Linked DNA regions of Muntiacus reevesi: region 2 is linked to region 1. Evidence: chromatin contacts called from public Hi-C data. All regions are on one chromosome and are shown on one strand. The core of a region is the stretch at or near the end of the contact, and the rest is flanking DNA. Distances in the headings are between cores, read along the strand shown.

Region 1 (2,782 bases), core at 202-2,701:
CCCCCTCCTCCCACCCTCGCCCTTGGCCTGGCTGGAGGAGGGGAGTGTTACCCCGCCGGGGAGTTGCGAGCCTCGGCTGTGGCGGCTCCCCAGGGACTGCAGGGGGAGCCCAGGCTGCGGCGCCTGCTCAGTTAGCGCTCACTGCGTCTAAGGCTCCCCCTGCCTGGAGCAGCGCCCAGCACAGGAGCTGGGAGGGGGAGCAAGAAGGCGGCGAAGAGCCTACTCGGCCAGGGGCCGGAGGAACCGAGCTGGAGAGGGGACCTCCAGAGGGCAGCACCAACTCGCTAAGCAGATCTCTCTTCTCGCCGGCCGGGGGTCCCCAGACAGCCCGTAGGGAAGTCTCCTGCTCAGATTCCCACACTTCTCGCCCCCCCCAATCACCTGTTCTGGATAACGGTGGGTCAGTCTCCCACCATTCCAAGGACCACTAGCTCCTGGTGGGAAAAGGACTCAGGTTTCTCCAGAGACAATCAGTTCCCCTTGTCCAGCCACCCAAGCCTGGGCTCTTCCCCAGAGAAAACCAGAGAATCGCCTTTCAGTTCTGGTGGCGCAGAGGGATCCCGAGGCCCCAACAACCCCACTCCATTGGCAGATGGCGGAGAAGCAGGTGGGCCACCGCACTGCACAGGAACCATCTGGCTATTATTTCCTAAGCCTCAGTTTCCACCGCGACACCGGGAAAGGCACCATGCCATTGGTCGAGGCCAGGGGTCAGGGCCCCGCCTCTCCTGGGCGGCCTCTGCCCTGGCCAGCCCAGCCACTCCTCCCCTTCGCTCCCGCCCGGCTCCCACGGTCCCAGAGGTGGGCGGGCGAGCCCTGGATGACGGCGGCAGAACCCCAGTCCTCCTCGCCCTCGCCTCCGCCCAGGGCCCGGGCTTTCCCAGCCCAGTCCCCGCCGGGGAACCGCGGTGCGCCTAGCACTACGCGCCCGGAGCCCTCCCCGCCTGGGCGTCCCCGGCTCTAGCGCGCGCGTTGGGCTCCCGGCTTGGAACCAGGCAGGAGGGAGGGAGCCAGAGAGCAGTAAGCAGAGACCCGGAAACGCCATATAAGGAGCAGGAAGGATCCCCCGCCGGAACAATCCTTATTTGGGCAGCGCCTTATTTGGGGCGCCCCGATATGGCCCGGCTGCTTCCGGCTCCGGGAGGAGGGAAGAAGGCGGAGGGAAGAGGCGGGGGCAACGCCGGGAACTACTGAGCAGCTTCGGTCTGGGAGTCCTCAGCTGCGGCTTGAGCACTAAATTTCCTCGAAGCCTGGGCACCCAGGGTGCGGGAGCCGGCGTGGGACCCAGGGTGCGGGATGGCAGTGCCTGCAGTTCTTGGAGAGGGGGCTTCACGTCACTCCGGGTCCTCCCGGCCGGTCTTGCCATATTAGGGCTTCCTGCCTCCCATATATGGCCATGTACGTCACGACGGAGGCGGGTCCGTGCCGTTCCAGACCCTTCAAATAGAGGCGGATCTGGGGAGTCGCGAGAGATCCCAGCGCGCAGAACTTGGGGAGCCGCCGTCGCCAGCTGCCGCCGCCGCCAGCTTCCGCCGCCGCAGGACCGGCCCCTACCCCAGCCTCGGTAGCAGCGCCGCGTCTACACCGGCCGGCGGCGAGGGCGAGCCTGCGAACCCCGCCTGCGCTCTCCACAGTGTGCCCCGCGTCCCGCATGTGACCTGGCCAAGCCCCCGAGACGTGTCCCCCGCAGCTTCGGTCCCCGGCTGCGCCCACCCGCCCCAACACCAGCTCTCCAGCCCGCCGGTCGGGGATGGCGGCAGCCAAGGCCGAGATGCAGCTGATGTCCCCGCTGCAGATCTCCGACCCCTTTGGCTCCTTTCCTCATTCGCCCACCATGGACAACTACCCTAAGCTGGAGGAGATGATGCTGCTGAGCAATGGGGCTCCCCAGTTCCTCGGTGCCGCCGGGGCCCCGGAGGGCAGCAGCGGTACCAGCAGCAGCAGCAGCAGCAGCGGGGGCGGTGGAGGTGGAGGGGGCGGCAGCAGCAGCAACAGCAACAGCAGCAGCGCCTTCAACCCTCAGGGGGAGGCAAGCGAGCAGCCCTACGAGCACCTGACCGCAGGTAAGCCGTGGCCTACTCCGAGAGCTAGCCCGTTCGCCGACATCCTGGCGTCCAGTCCTTCCCCACGGCCTTTGCAGCGCCCCCTTCGCCACAGGGGTGCAAATGGGGTTTCCTTTCCATTCCTCGCATCCCCAGGGTCCTGTGTTAGAGGACTGCCTGGAGACATTCTCCCCACCCCCATCCTGTCCTTAACGGTGCGCAGAGGAGCCAGCTTTTGTTTTGGATGGAGAGCTGTGGGGCTGCGTGGGTGGATGGAGGAGGGAGAGCTTGTTTTGACGAGCAAGGCTGCGCCCCCTCCCCCTCCAGAAAGGCTTGCCTAGCCTGCCGCTATCCCCGAAGAAAGGCCGGGATCCTTGGCCCGGGATGTCCCGGCAGCCCGGGGTAGGGGGCGCGCACTAGCCGCGGCCGTTGCGGGGGTACTGGCGGGAATCCCTCGCCCGCGCAGCCGCTGCTGCGGAGCGCTGGGAGCTGCAGTGGAGGGGGATTCTCCGTATTTGCGTCAGCGGTTGTTGAAATGGGTTCTGCGTCTGGAGCGGGTCCAGGAACATTTCAATCTGCTGCTATCAATTATTAACCAGCTCAAGAGTCAATGGTAGCTGGCCCGACCTCTTGTCTGGCAGCGTGGGTCTTCCGCGTCCTCCGGTGATTGCTCTCCAGTAACCAGGCCTCCTCCCTCTCTTTCTCCTGCCAGAGTCCTTTCCTGACATATCTCTGAATAA
Region 2 (2,835 bases), core at 116-2,615, 700 kb after region 1:
TTTAGCAGAGCTCTGCAGGACAATTATCCACCCAATCTGCCCAATTTTATAGCTCTCATAACCATCCTTTATGAACACACTGTGACAGCTGGATGTGGGCACTGATTAGGGCAGCAGTCTTCAGCCACATTCCTATTTAACTGCAAAGCAGATCTCCTGCCTACCAGCCCACCACTGATCATGTGACATTTTTAATTACTGTATTTATGTAAGCCTTTTTCCTACCAGAGACTGTGTCCAACTCCATCCAAACTGGGAAGAATTTGTTTTTGCCACTTCAGGGCTATCCTTAGAGCCTGAAATTTTTCCCTGGAATCAATGTAGGACTCTGGGCTTTCTCAGCAGAGGTCTGCGAGGGTTGGGTTTATAGGAAGCACATTTTTTTCCCGTTATGAAATACCTGAGGAAATAGATAATAAAATATGCCGGCAGATGACAAGGACTTTGGCTACTCCCAAGGGTTCACCTGACAAAGGTGCCAGGTGCAATAGATGGGCAGAGCCCACCAGATGCTGGGGGCTGGGGGCAGGGAGATGCTAGGAACAAAGTGGCTTTAGAATTTGGGAAATTATAGAAAGGATTTAGGAATTACTGCTACTGGATCTTGCCTTTCTCATCCTCAGCTTCACCAAAATGTTCAGCAGGAGAGAATCATATCGACTCCAAGTAGTGAGGGGAGGATTAGTGTCCAAAAGAAATGCTGATAACCTGGTGGGCAACCCGTCCAGACCAAAGATGTGGCCTCTTTGGCTGACTGTGCCACGGTGGAAGGGAAGCTTGGCAGAGAAAGCCAGTACTCTTTAGCTGCTGCAGCTCAGCTAAAGATCCCACTGCAGGGCCCCGGGGATGTGTTCCCGCAGGTTAGGCTGTAGGAGTGACTAGCATAATCCAGGCGAAAACCTCCTGGAGAGATCCCCAAAACCAAGGTGACCTGTGTGCGTGGGCAATCCGTTGACTATGTGACAGAAATGCGTGGAAGAGGATCTGCGTGGGAGGTGGAAAAAGCGTGGGCTGAGCTTGCAGCAACCAGAAGGCGCCACACACGTGTGCGAGGAACCGCGGCGCTCGCTGTGGGCTGACAGGAAGCACCGCCCCACTCGGACACACCAAGTTTTCTCTTAAGCAGTTTCAAACCCAGCGCGCTTTCCACGCGTAAGTATAAATGAGGTGGGTATCAAATAACCGTAGCGCTTGTTCGGATTTCTATCTTTTCTCTTCTTGGTTCTAGCTCCTGTGTAGAGTATGCCCACCTCTACCACAGCTCTCCCATTTTCGTAACGCTTTCCTGGGCGGGGTTTCCGGGCCCCGCCCACCGAGGGCCCGCCCAGTAGCCTCCCCGGGGCGGAGCTCCCCTCGACTCCAGACTGCCCTTTTCCCCTGCGGTCTCTGCCCCGGGTGCAGTGTCCCTACCGAGCTCCGGACACATGCCGGTGAGTAAGGGCAAAGTGGGGAGAAGCCTTGGAGGTTTACCAGCCAGGGGCGAGAGACAGTGGTTGGGAGGCCTCTTCCGAGGCACGGGACGAAACTGGGGCTCGTGCCCTAGTGACCCCAGGTTTGGAGGGCATCTTGAAGAAATGCTGAGGGATAGTACCCCTAGAATCCCCCCTGTTTTCTACCATCCCTGCTGTCCCTGGAGAGTTGCCGAGAGTCGGTGTCGGGGAGCCTTGTTCCCCAGGCACCAGGGCCAGGGACTTGGGAAGGTTCGCGAGGAACACGTGGTCGGGTGGAGCTCCGTCAGTTCTATCCGAGCGCCGAAAGGGACGGGCTATTTTTAGATTCGTTTTTAGACCTGGACAACGAGCCCTCTATTTTCCTTTTCCTCTAATTGTTTGGAAGCGTTTTGGGGTGAAATTAGAGGAAGGCTGGGAAAAAGTATTGTCTTACATACTCTCACCTTATACAAACAAGGTAAATTGTAAGGGGGAATGGGTAGGAGTGTTAACATTTTTGCAAACATTTTGGTTATTGTTTTCAACCAGTAGTTGGGGTCGTTGGCAGGATTGGCAACCTAACTGTCTCCAGTTTCTTTACCATTCGTTACTGCATCCAGTTATTTTTTAAAATGCTGTTTTTATGGTTCAAGAGATCACATAATTGAGGCCCTTTTCAATCTAGTTTCAACCAGCCTTTCCAATTTTCAGTGCCCATTACTTTCCCAGGATAAGTTCCCTTTCTGCTCACCAGTATTCATCATCTCTTTGCTTAGAGTAAGTTCCCAGTCTATAGCAGATATTATCTTATGCACTTAATTTATATTCCATTTAAACCTCCCAAACACCCTGTGTACAACACTCCCATTCTACAAATGAGACTGAAGTACAGAGGTTATTTGCCCACTGTCATTTGGCTGTTGAGTGACAGCCAAGCTTCCTGATACTTGTTGATGAGACCATTAATTTGCTACTGTTGAACTGCTGTGGTATGCAAGTAAGGATGACGACAATAAAGCTAACCAAGGGAACGCTCTTTTATTGTTGACTATTGTTTCTGTGGTTCAGGCCTCACTAAGTTAAGGGAGTTTTGAGGGTAGGGGTCTTGAACGCCACACAAGTGTTCACTAACTGTTGTCTGTCTCTAACCTGGAGTGCTTTGATTGCAGAGCATCCAGCTGTGAATTTTTGAGCGGATGGAGCCCCAGGTAAGTGCAGCACCATTAGCCTACCTTTGGCCCCAGCTGTAGGCAGCTGCCTAGGTTTCCGTGTACCTAGGCAAGTGTTACACTGCTGGGAGAACAGCAGCCCGATAGCTGGTTGGCATTCTGGGCCTGGTTCATGCTTACTCTGTTGTTAACTATACCAGGATGCCAGCATAAATGTTTTTCCATGGAGGTTAAAT

The links. A called contact is a pair of places that touch in the nucleus more often than the background predicts.
Region 2: a Hi-C map of muscle shows a contact between it and region 1, with 2.8 times the contacts expected there. The contact joins the promoter of MATR3 here to the promoter of EGR1 in region 1. A contact is called at or near these places in 2 of 3 Hi-C or Micro-C datasets (blood and muscle).

The regions. Positions count from the first base shown.
Region 1 is chr1:227,766,034-227,768,815 of mMunRee1.1, forward strand. It overlaps EGR1 (early growth response 1), which reads left to right and starts at 1,452. Exons shown (of 2, transcript XM_065918641.1): 1 at 1,452-2,063; 2 at 2,755-2,782. The coding sequence starts at 1,751.
Region 2 is chr1:228,466,472-228,469,306 of mMunRee1.1, forward strand. MATR3 (matrin 3) reads left to right here and starts at 1,366. Exons shown (of 17, transcript XM_065918662.1): 1 at 1,366-1,430; 2 at 2,600-2,638.